Regions from separate parts of the Pan troglodytes genome. Here region 1 is linked to region 2. Evidence: chromatin contacts called from public HiChIP or PLAC-seq data. All regions are on one chromosome and are shown on one strand. The core of a region is the stretch at or near the end of the contact, and the rest is flanking DNA. Distances in the headings are between cores, read along the strand shown.

Region 1 (5,363 bases), core at 782-3,281, 130 kb before region 2:
GTCCAGGCAGTTTTTTTTCCTTCTCTTTCTTGCTTCCAAGTACACTGCTTCGTGCAAACCTGCAGACAAGGGCGCGGGGAGAGGGGTACTGAGAGCTCGGGGTACATATAGATCTCACCCGGGACGGGACACACATCCCTCTTCTGAATTCCTAGCCCTTTACAACTGCCTTGCCCAATGTTTCCCGCCTTCGGTTACCCTCCTCTCCTCACAGAGCTGCGGCTTTGGAATTCATTATCTCCCTCCCTCTTCCTCCTTCGATGATTCCTCTAACCCTCCATTCCACCTCCACCCCTACTCCCATCATTGGCATCCTCCGAAGATGTCGCCACACATTTTCATCGTTAACATTTTCCTTGTAACAAAATGAAGTGAGAATATCTAAAAGCCGTACTGGCGTGAAATGCCTAAAGGTCTCCAACTCCGCCCTTGCCTCCGCCAACTCCTCCATCTCAAAGGTACCAGGACACCGCCGCCCCCCCACCCCCCCCACCCCGTGTCATTATACCAACTACCTCTGCTCCGGAGCAATTTCTTACCTCTCTCACCTCGGTTTCCGCTTCCACTAAACCTTCAAGACTGACAAACTTCAGAAGTGAGTGCTTGGTCGACGGACCAACACCAAGGACCCTGTACCCCAAACAGTAATTTGGAATAACGTCCTCCCAACCCCTGGACTCTCTTGACGCCCACCCCTTCTCAGCTATTTTCTTCCCTGTCTTGTACTTGCAGAGCAATTTCTTTTGCAAGCTCCGAAATGGTGTAGATAAGAGGGAAGGAGGGGGATATGGAAGGGGTCCACGGGCCCATTCGAGTTGCAGTCGCCACCATGCTCCACCCCCAAATAATGCAATCACCCTTATTATGACCTACTTGGTTCTTGACAACTTTGCGTTTCTTCCTGCTCCAAGGGTTGGACTGGCCTCCGGCCCCAAGATCTGCAGACACAGGCAACAAGGCAGAAACTGAAGGCTCAGCGGACAGAAAAGCACTTCGGGGAGTCCCAATATCCACTTCTCCTAATTCAGGGTCCTGGCTGTCAATGGATTTTACCTTTTTGTTTCTCACCCTACCCTCACTTCTCTGGACTCCGCTGACACCAGCCCTGTTGCTTGGTAGTGTTCCCCTACCCCCGTCCCCGCCCCCGGCCCTCACTCCCTCCCGCAGCCCCAGCGGTCGGCCATTTTCCCAGCAAAACCACACCCCTTTCAAACCACTGGAAGCGGGGCGGGGCGAGGGGGGATATGGAAAATCCGAGGAGAAAAACAAAACCAACCGATCTCTTCTATCCCTCTCCCCAACGCACCCTACCCGCAATGACAAGCACTTTTCCTGCAGGCACTGTTACATCCTCTTTTACTGAAGAAAAAAAAATGGCAGGAAGATTGCTTGAGAGTCGGTAAAGGGCCCAAGTTAAGGCAAGGACCTCAGTCATCCCAGTCCTTCTGGGCGCCACGGGACAGCTCCAGCTTTACACTGACCTGCAAGGATTCCAGGCAGACTATTCCTTTGTTCCCAAATGGCACAGCGTCCTACTGAAAGAAAAGGGGTATGACTGTCAGACGCACAGCCCCAAGATTCTGGCTTGGTAGATGGGCCAGCACACAGGACATGAATCCGAATATCCGCCCTCCCTGATTCAAGGCCCTGGATGTTAAAGGTCCCACGACGCCCGAGTCTGGGGTCGCCCCTGGAATCCGGCCCCAAGGTCTACCATTTTTGTTCTAGAAAGGGCCAGGGATACTGCAAGGGTTTGGAGAAAGTGAACTGTGCTCCCCCTTCGGCCTCCACGGTTCACTGCCCGCGCCGCAGGGATCCCCTGGCAACGCCCATCCACACACAAACCTGCTGGGATCCAGGCAGAACCTCGTCCTCCTTCCCCCAGGCCACAGGCCCTCTCGCCCTCTGGGCGATAGGAAGAGTGCAACCGGACCAAACGAAGACTAGGATTAGAAGGACGTCTGCACGCCTCGGCTCCAGCTCACGTGAGGGCCACGTCAACCATGAGATCAGGACCCCAATTACCACTCCCATCAGCAGCGCCGCAGAAGCCGGCCCTCCCCTTCCTTCCCTGACACATCAGGTCCTGCCACTCATTTTCCTCTTTGCCAACCCCGGAGACTAGAAGTAGCTTCTCTTTGTGGTGAATTTGCCTTTCTTTGGTTTACAGGGAGAGGCTGTATCTGCTCCCGTGTCCGTTGGCCTTTTCTTCCTCTTCGAGGAATAATTTTTTATCTTCTCTAGTCCCAGTCCAACTGTCTCTCTCTATACCTCCCCTCATCACAAGTCATGAATGTCCAATTTCTTCTGCACCCCTGTAAAATGTGGAGCAAGATGTTAGAAAAGGAGATAGATCGTGGGAGTGTCTTATTTAAACTTTTCTGCTCATTTGTTTTTAAATCAGTAACGCATTACTTTTATATTGAGAAAATAAAATGATGCTATTTTCCTTTGAGTGGAGAGTTTAAACGGGAGAGAAAACCCAAAAGGCCTCATTAATTTCGTTATTTTATTTGTAACAGTAGGAAAATATTTCTACTGGTTACAGCCAATTAGTAGCTTTTAAAACAAAATAACTCATTTTAAAATTGAAAAGTGGGCTGAGGTGGGTGGATTGCTGGAGCCCAGGAGCTTAAGGCTGCAGTGAGCTATGATGTCACCACTGCACTCCAGCCTGGGTGACAGAGAGCAAGCCTCTATCTCTTAAAAAAATGGATTTTTTTTACATGATCTATGAATTACTCCACAAAGAGACGACCAGTTGTCTAATCTTGGCCATTTTACACAAATAATTCCTTACTTTTTCTATTTTTGAATCAACTTGCAATTTGATAAGTTAAAGCAACACAACCCTGTCTTATTAAATTAAAGAAAAGCATGTATTTAACGTCCGAAAGTCTTGACCGACTGTTATATGAACCTCTTGTGATTTGATGGCTACTCTGATCACCTGCCTCTGAATTGAATTCCAGTCTACCAAGGCTGAGGCACCTGAGGGTGTGAGGGATGCAGCGATGTTCTAATCCTTCCTGCCCTGTCAAGAGCGGAAGAAGGTGCTGCCCTCCCACCGTTCCACATTCCATAGCCTCTCATCCCCTGTATTCAGGCACCCATCTATTGTTCACTCCAAAAATATATATAGATGAGTGACCAAGGTGGTAAATGCCACGTTTACTCAGGTGACCAATCAGAGTAAATACCTTTGGCTCCTTCCCTTCCTTCCCCAAATTCCCACAGAGGTAACAGCAATGCATTGAAGGGCTTTCTGTTCCTACCTACCCCTCTGCCCTTATTCATGGTGCCTGAGTGAGCATTGCTCCTAATACTGTGTGCTGCCACCACCTGACCTGAGAGGTGCAGCCCGCTGGGCTTCTTGCCTCTGGCTTCCTTAAAAAGAGAACCTAATCTTGTTGCAGAGTTACTGCCTGCCAGTCCATATCCACCTTGGTGCCCGCTCAGCCAAATGTATGCCTAAGGAACAATCCCCACGGATTAACCCAGAGTAGGCATTCTCACACGGACAACCTTGTGGACCACCTGCAATTGTGGTCATACGTATATTCATTTTCGTGGAGATAGGAGCCATAGCTTTCATCAGATTCTCACAGGCATGTATGACTTTTAAAAAATAACTAAGAACTATTAATACTTTCCTGAAAAAAAGCTATATATCCCCTCAATAGAAAATCTACTCCTTCCCAGCACTGTGGGAGGCTGAAGCTGGCAGACCACTTGAGGTCAGGAGTTCGAGACCAGTCTGGCCAGCATGGTAAAACGCCATCTTTATTAAAAATACAAAAATTAGCCGGGAATGGTGGCACGAACCTGTAGTCCCAGCTACTTGGGAGGCTGAGGAAGGAGAATTGCTTGAACCCAGGAGGCATAGGTTGCAGTGAGTTGAGATTGTGCCGTTGCACTCCAGCCTGGGCAACAGAGCAAGACTCCATCTCAAAAAAAAAAAAAAAAGAAAAAGAAAGTCTATTCCTCTCCCCTCTTCTCTGTCTCTAGTTATATACTTATTTTTTTAAGTGCAGAAATCTGTAGAGTAGAATGCAAAACTGCCCTGCAATGCCTATTCTACCACCAAGCACTTTCAATGATATCGACCTTTCTTCCTGCAAATATACAGTATATGTATGTGGATGTGTCAAGTTCCAAGTTGAACAATATGCAAAACAAAACAATTGACATTTACTGCAGTACTTGCAATAAATCTGCACTTTAATTGGAGAATTTATATCTTTAAAAATGGAGTCTTTCTATCCATGCCAACTTTTGAGATTTTCAATAAATGTGATGTTTCTTTATACTCATTTCTTATTATGTTTGTGTTTTGTTTATATGAATGACATTCCCATTATGATTACACATTCTACCTGGTTATTGTTTGTCTCAGGTAAAGTAATTAATTATGATATATTTATCTTTAGTGACCATTCTTATTATTTCTAATAGTTTTTTCATTGATACTTTTGGGTTTTCCAGGTATGCATGCATAATATCTGCAAATGATGATTTTTCATTTCTTCTTTTCCAGTATTTATATTCTTTATTCTTTTATTTTCTGCATGTATTCCATTGACCAGAACCTGCAGAACTAGTTTGAATGATAATGGTGATTGAGGGCCTCCAGATCTTATTCTTGAAGAAAATGGGAGTGTCCTTAGTATTTCATTGTTTAGTGCAACCTGACATTTGCTGTTTGTTTTTCATGTGTTCTTCTTCATCTGTGTATGGATGATTTGGGGGATGCCTAAAGGTGTACTTTTATAACCCTTTATATAAGACTGAGGAAAATTAAATTGTCCACATCATAATACTGGGAAGGAGAGGAAATAGGGAGAGCGGCCACAAGTGCTGAGCTTATGGGGAATGTATTGGTGAGCAAAAACAACACAGACTCTTCTCTCGTGGTGGAAATAAGACCTTAATAAAATGAGCGCACACACACACACACACACACACACACACAGAAAAATACTGTAAAGGAAAAAACCTCTGTTAATATCGTTTTTAAAAAAGGGGCATAGTCTGAGGATCAGGGAAAGTTTCCTTGCTGGGGCAGAGAGAGTGAAGTTTTCAGCTGAGATGAAGAAAAGCAGGTGGTAACTAGGAAAAGAGGGGAACAGAAAATAAAAAATCTCAACTTCCCCACCCCTCTGATAACTACTGTGATAACCAATCTACTTCAATCCTAGGATAAATCCTATGAAAACCACTGTTAATTTTTCAGGTGACTCTTTCCAGGTTTTGTTGTTGTTTCACATATATTACTAAAAAATATATGTAGATACATTATGTGTGTGTGTACACATATATCTTTCTAAAATAATTTGGGATTATACTATGCATATTATTCTGCA
Region 2 (5,291 bases), core at 2,640-5,139:
GTGGCGGGCACCTGTAATCCCAGCTACTCGGGAGGCTGAGGCAGGAGAATCGCTTGAACCCGGGAGGCAGAGGTTGCAGTGAGCCGAAATCACATCATTGCACTCCAGCCTGGGCAACAGAGCAAGACTCTGTCTCAAATAATAATAATAATAATAATAATAATAATAATAATAATAACTGATCCCCCAAATGCTCTGGGAGACTGATTTAAGTAATAACAAAACTCTGGTCTCCTGCACAGCCGGCTGTGTGTGAATTACTCTTTCTTCATTTCAACTCTCCTGTCTTGATAAATCTCTGTCTAGGCAGCAGGCAAGGTGAACCCACTGGGCGGTTGCAGTAATAGTATTAAGAGGTGAGACTTTTAAGAGGTGATTAAGCCATGAGGGCTCTACCCTCACAGGTGGGATTAATGCCATTATAAAAGGGCAAGATCGGTCTCCTCTTGCTCTATCTCTTGGCCCTTCTTTCTGTCTTCTGCCATGTCATGATCTAGCCTTCCTCCCCTCTGGAGGACACAGTGTGTGCAGGGACCATCTTGGAAAAAGAGAATGGCCTCACCAGACACCAAACCTGCCCACACCTTAACCTTAGACTTCCTATCTTCCAGAACTGTAAGGCAATAAATTTCTGTTTATAAATTACCCACTATCGGGTATTGTTATAGCAGCACAAAACAAACTAAAGACTAAATGTGTACTTCACAATATCACACTCCCTCCCTCCCAATTCCAATCCATTGCCAAGTCCTGCAGATTTTACCTCCTAAGAAACCCTAAAATATACCAATCCCCTCCATGTAAACCATGGCTATTGTAGTGCAAGCTACTATTACCTCTACTCTAGATTGTTGAAATGGCTTCTAATGAAACTCTCCATACATTCTGACTCCTTCCCAATCCTTTATCCACACTGTAGCCAGGGCAATATTTTCTTTTTCTTTTCTTTTTTTTTTTTTTTTTGAGACAGAGTTTTGCTCTTGTTGCCCAGGCTGGTGTGCAATGGCATGATCTCAGCTCACCACAACCTCTGCCTCCCGGGTTCAAGCGATTCTCCTGCCTCACCCTCCCGAGTAGCTGGGATTACAAGCATGCACCACCATGCCCGGCTAACTTTTTGTATTTTTAGTAGAGACGGGGTTTCACCATGTTGGTTGGCCAGGCTGGTCTCGAACGCCCGACCTCAGGTGATCCACCTGCCTCAGCCTCCCAAAGTGCTGGGATTACAGGCATGAGCCACTGTGCCTGGCCCCCAGGGCAATATTTTCAAAGACAAATCTGATTCGTTCTCCCCATCCCACAGGGCTTCCAATGGCTCTTAGGATATAGACTGAATGGCTTAAGATGGCTTGTAAGGCCCTGCATGCCCTGACCCACCACACTGCTGTCCCAACTGCCTGTTGAACTCCAGCCACTTTCATTCCGTCTCTTTTACTCACCATGCCATCTCTGAACACATAGCCTCAAACCAGCTCCTCCAACTCTCACCTCCAATCTAATTAGCCACTATTCTTCCTTTAACTCTCAGCTCAATAACTGCTTCTTTGAAGCAATTCCTGACCACCTTGACTAGTCGAATACCCCTATTTTATAGGCTCTCATTGCACCATGTACCCTCCTTTTCATGATACTTGTCCTCATTGCAATTATACACTTGTATGGCTATTTGCTTGCTACTTGGCTCCCCACTGTACTATGAGCTCCTTGAGGACAGGAACTTAATAGGTGTTTTTCCTCAAATTTCCTCAGCACCCAGTACAATGCCTGGCAATAAATTGGTGGTCTTTTTTTTGTTTTTGTTTTTTTTGAGACGGAGGCCCACTCTGTCACCCAAGCTGGAGTGCAATGGCACAATCTTGGCTCATTGCAACCTCCACCTCCTGCATTCAAGTGATTCTCCTGCCTCAGCCTCCCAAGTAGCTGGGATTACAGGCGCACACCACCATGCCCAGCTAATTTTTGTATTTCTAGTAGAGATGGGGGTTTCACCATGTTGGCCAGGCTAGTCTCGAACTCCTGACCTGATCCACCCGCCTCGGCCTCCCAGAGTGCTGGGATTACAGGCGTGAGCCACTGTATCCAGCCAATTGGTGGTCTTTTTAAAAAGAATTGTACCCTGGCAGGTCATGCTAATATATACTACTAGAAGCACTGTCTGAGAGTGCCTTCCGCCAATGGGAAACAGAGCCAGATACTAGTCAAAAGCAGTAAAGCCATATTTTGAGTACTATTATAATAGAGGAAAAGAGACTTCAGTATAGAACTAAGCTCAATCCAAAGACAACCAGGACAAGTGTGGATTTACAGTCAAGCAGCAGAGTGAGGGAGTCAGTAGAAAGAAAATTCCTAAGGGGAGAGAGATATCAAGGGTAGGGGGATTCTTGCTCAACTGACTAAACAGGATTCTCGCTCAAGGCAGGACAAGGTGATCAGGTATCAAGGGTGGGGGAGTTACTCAGCAGGACTCTTGCTAAAACTGGGCTAGGCAGGCCGAGGACAGGGCCCAAGGACAAGGTGTAGTTGAAAAGAAAGCTGAGAGGAGCCTGTCCAAAGTTGGCTCAAAGAGACTTTGTTACTTCCTCAGGCCAGTGTATGTTTCTTTATCTTTATGTCTTACTTTGCTGCTAGTCTCCCCACAAAATAGATCATATCCCCACTACTCTTTACTTATTATTCCACATGCATTTTAAGAGCTTCTTTGAGTTATAATTTATATTTCATAAAGTTCTCCCCCTTTTCAAGTGCAAATTCAATAGTTTTTAGTAATTTATAGAGTTGTGCGAACTATCACCACAATCTAAGTTGGGACATTTTCGTTATCTCTAAAAGACGCTCCATGCCCATTTGCAGCCACTCCCAGTTCCCACCCCATAGCTGCTTTTGAAAGCCATCATATTTGCCTAAGGATGAAAGGTACAGCCTCACTGGAAAAGCAAAAATCAAAACTACCACGCGTGAAATAATTTGAGAACCACCAAGCACTAATTGTGCATTTCTGATTATTTTCTCAAAAACATTTAAAGACAAGTCAATGTGAACTAAGGATTGGGAGGAGGTTTCAAGGAAAAGGTAGAACATTTTAAGGTTTTTCTGCAGAGGAAAAAGTGAGCAAAAAAAAAAAAGGAAAAGGAATTTAAGTTGAAAAATACTCCAACAAACGAACCAACATGTTTTCAGAACTTTTTGAAGTTCCAGTATGGTGCTGTCATGGTTGGTGAGCTGTCTGTCCTTGATCCAGTAGACAATGCGAGTTTCTAGAACAGAAGGATAAGGATTTATCACAAGCCATAAAAGCTGAAGCAACACTCAACTGAAAATAAACATGTATTGAGCGCCTACTGTGTGTCACGCAAGGGGCTCTGCGTAGAAAAAAAAAAAAAAAAAAAAAGGCTCCTCGCAGCTCCCCCTGCCCCGGCCAGGTGGCTGCGTGCCCCCTTCCGCCTAATCCCTGGACTGCCCTGGGGCTGAGAACTCCCCTGGCGCGAGAAGCTGGACTCCCCCGGGGACCGGCCCGAGATCACTCGGAGTCGGGGGCGTCCGGCACAGGCCAGACGCAAGGAGGACCCAGCTGGGGCCGGCCCTTCCTTCCCTTCTCCTGTCGCACGACTAGGCCTGTGCCCGGTCGCACCTGCCGCCCTCCCCCTCCTCCTAATGGGACCGAAAAGAGCCCGAAGGGCCTGGGAGGGCGGGTGAGGTTCCCAGGCCTTTCCAGATGCCCTGCCGTGTTTGGCAAAGCGATTGTCTTCCCTCTTGGAGCTCCGCGGACACCCGACCCCTCTTCCTCTCCCTCGCCACCTTCCGTCATTCGCCACGCTGGCCACTTCCCCTCTGCTGCCTCCCGCTGAAGCCCCAGCCCGGCCGCGGCCGCCATTTCCCGACAGCCTCTTCCCTGTCCCTTTCCCTGAAAGGAAATGTACTGGGGCGGGGCGGGGCGCTGTGTGAGGGTCTCGAGAAAGCCGCCGGGGAGAAGGAGGGATGGATTCTTTCCAAACTCTCTCCGCTCTCCCGGAGCCCCCTACCTCACCCTTTCTCCCCGAATTCTTGTGGGCTTGGGAGCGAGAGAGAAGGAGCTGGTCCCAGCGCTAGTCACCGCCACCCTCACCCCACAGATCGGGGGGGCACGGGTACTCGTACACCACCCCATAAGGATCCCAGCCATGTCCTCTTTCCTTCGCCAGAGCTCATTTCCTCCTCCCTTCCAGCTTCCTGCCCTTTCCCCAAGACAAAGTTGATGTTTGCCTTCCCTGAGACTCAATTTGCTCATCTCTAAAGTGGGATGACACGTAAGAACATCTTGTATATGTGAAACATGCCCTGTGCAAAAGAAGGGGAGCAGGAAGAGGGATACAGGGAGAAAAAGGGCCGTGGAAAAAGGGTCCTTGGAATGTACGGGTAGATGTTCTAAAGAATGTATCGGTCAGAGCATTAGGATAGGTTCAGAAAATAATTACTGAATATATTATTTTGATTCTTAGATGTTATCTCTCACTATTTATCTCTTCTTTCAGAAGCCTAACATTCTCTTCTCAGAGGGCCAGATCGATGTGTGTTCTGTGCATTTATCTGTGCTGACCACTGCTGTGACGGAGGTGGTGGGGCGTCCATTCACAGGCTGCAGGCACAGGGACAACATAACTGTGGAATCCTAATTAGAAAAAAGGAGTTAGGCTGGCTGGAGCAGGGGAAGGCAAAGGGAGAAAGCAAATAAGCTATAAGTTTGTCTTTCTTCATGGTCCAGAACATATAAACAAAAAGAGGAAGCAGATAAGCTATAGGTCTGCTTTTCTTTATGGCCCAGGACATGTGGCTTCTTGCGCAGATAACATACATAACTCACAAACTTCCTGCTCACTATCAAACGCCTCAATTTATCAAACACCCCAGCTGACAGAAGAATGCAAGCTAGCTCCCTACTGCCTTGGTTTTCTCAATCAGCCCAAAAACCATCCTATAAAATCTCCAGCAAGCCTTTGTTTCTTTGCAGTCGGCTCCTCTCTTGCAGGCTGCCCGTTGCCTTCTCGAAACGTATTTTCCTACTTTCTCTAATAAATCTGCCTTTACCTCCAACTGTCTTGGTAAATTATTTTACCCCTGCACCACCAGCCCAGTTAGTCGACACTCCCCCGCGACGATAACCCCTCACCTTCCCAGCGGAGTCCTGCACCATGCTAACCTGGGCCCCTTGGGCATGCCTGCTTTGCACTCATGAGAAGACAGTTTTGGTCATTGTGGGAGCAGCTTGTAAAGGGCTCTTGTGACACTCCCAGCCTGGTATAAGGCACAGCAAGTGG

What was found. HiChIP or PLAC-seq counts read pairs in DNA pulled down with a chosen protein or histone mark.
Region 1: an H3K4me3 HiChIP or PLAC-seq map of stem cell-derived excitatory neurons shows a contact between it and region 2, with 10 times the contacts expected there. The contact joins the promoter of ARMCX1 here to the promoter of ARMCX4 in region 2. A contact is called at or near these places in 1 of 7 Hi-C or Micro-C datasets (stem cell-derived neural progenitor cells) and 1 of 1 datasets of contacts at active chromatin or transcription factors (stem cell-derived excitatory neurons).

What each region holds. Positions count from the first base shown.
Region 1 is chrX:99,112,904-99,118,266 of NHGRI_mPanTro3-v2.0_pri, reverse strand. ARMCX1 (armadillo repeat containing X-linked 1) reads right to left here and starts at 2,031. Exons shown (of 4, transcript XM_024353271.3): 1 at 1,846-2,031; 2 at 1,482-1,535; 3 at 874-938.
Region 2 is chrX:98,984,722-98,990,012 of NHGRI_mPanTro3-v2.0_pri, reverse strand. It overlaps ARMCX4 (armadillo repeat containing X-linked 4), which reads right to left and starts at 3,889. Exons shown (of 6, transcript XM_054676853.2): 1 at 3,796-3,889; 2 at 3,164-3,254.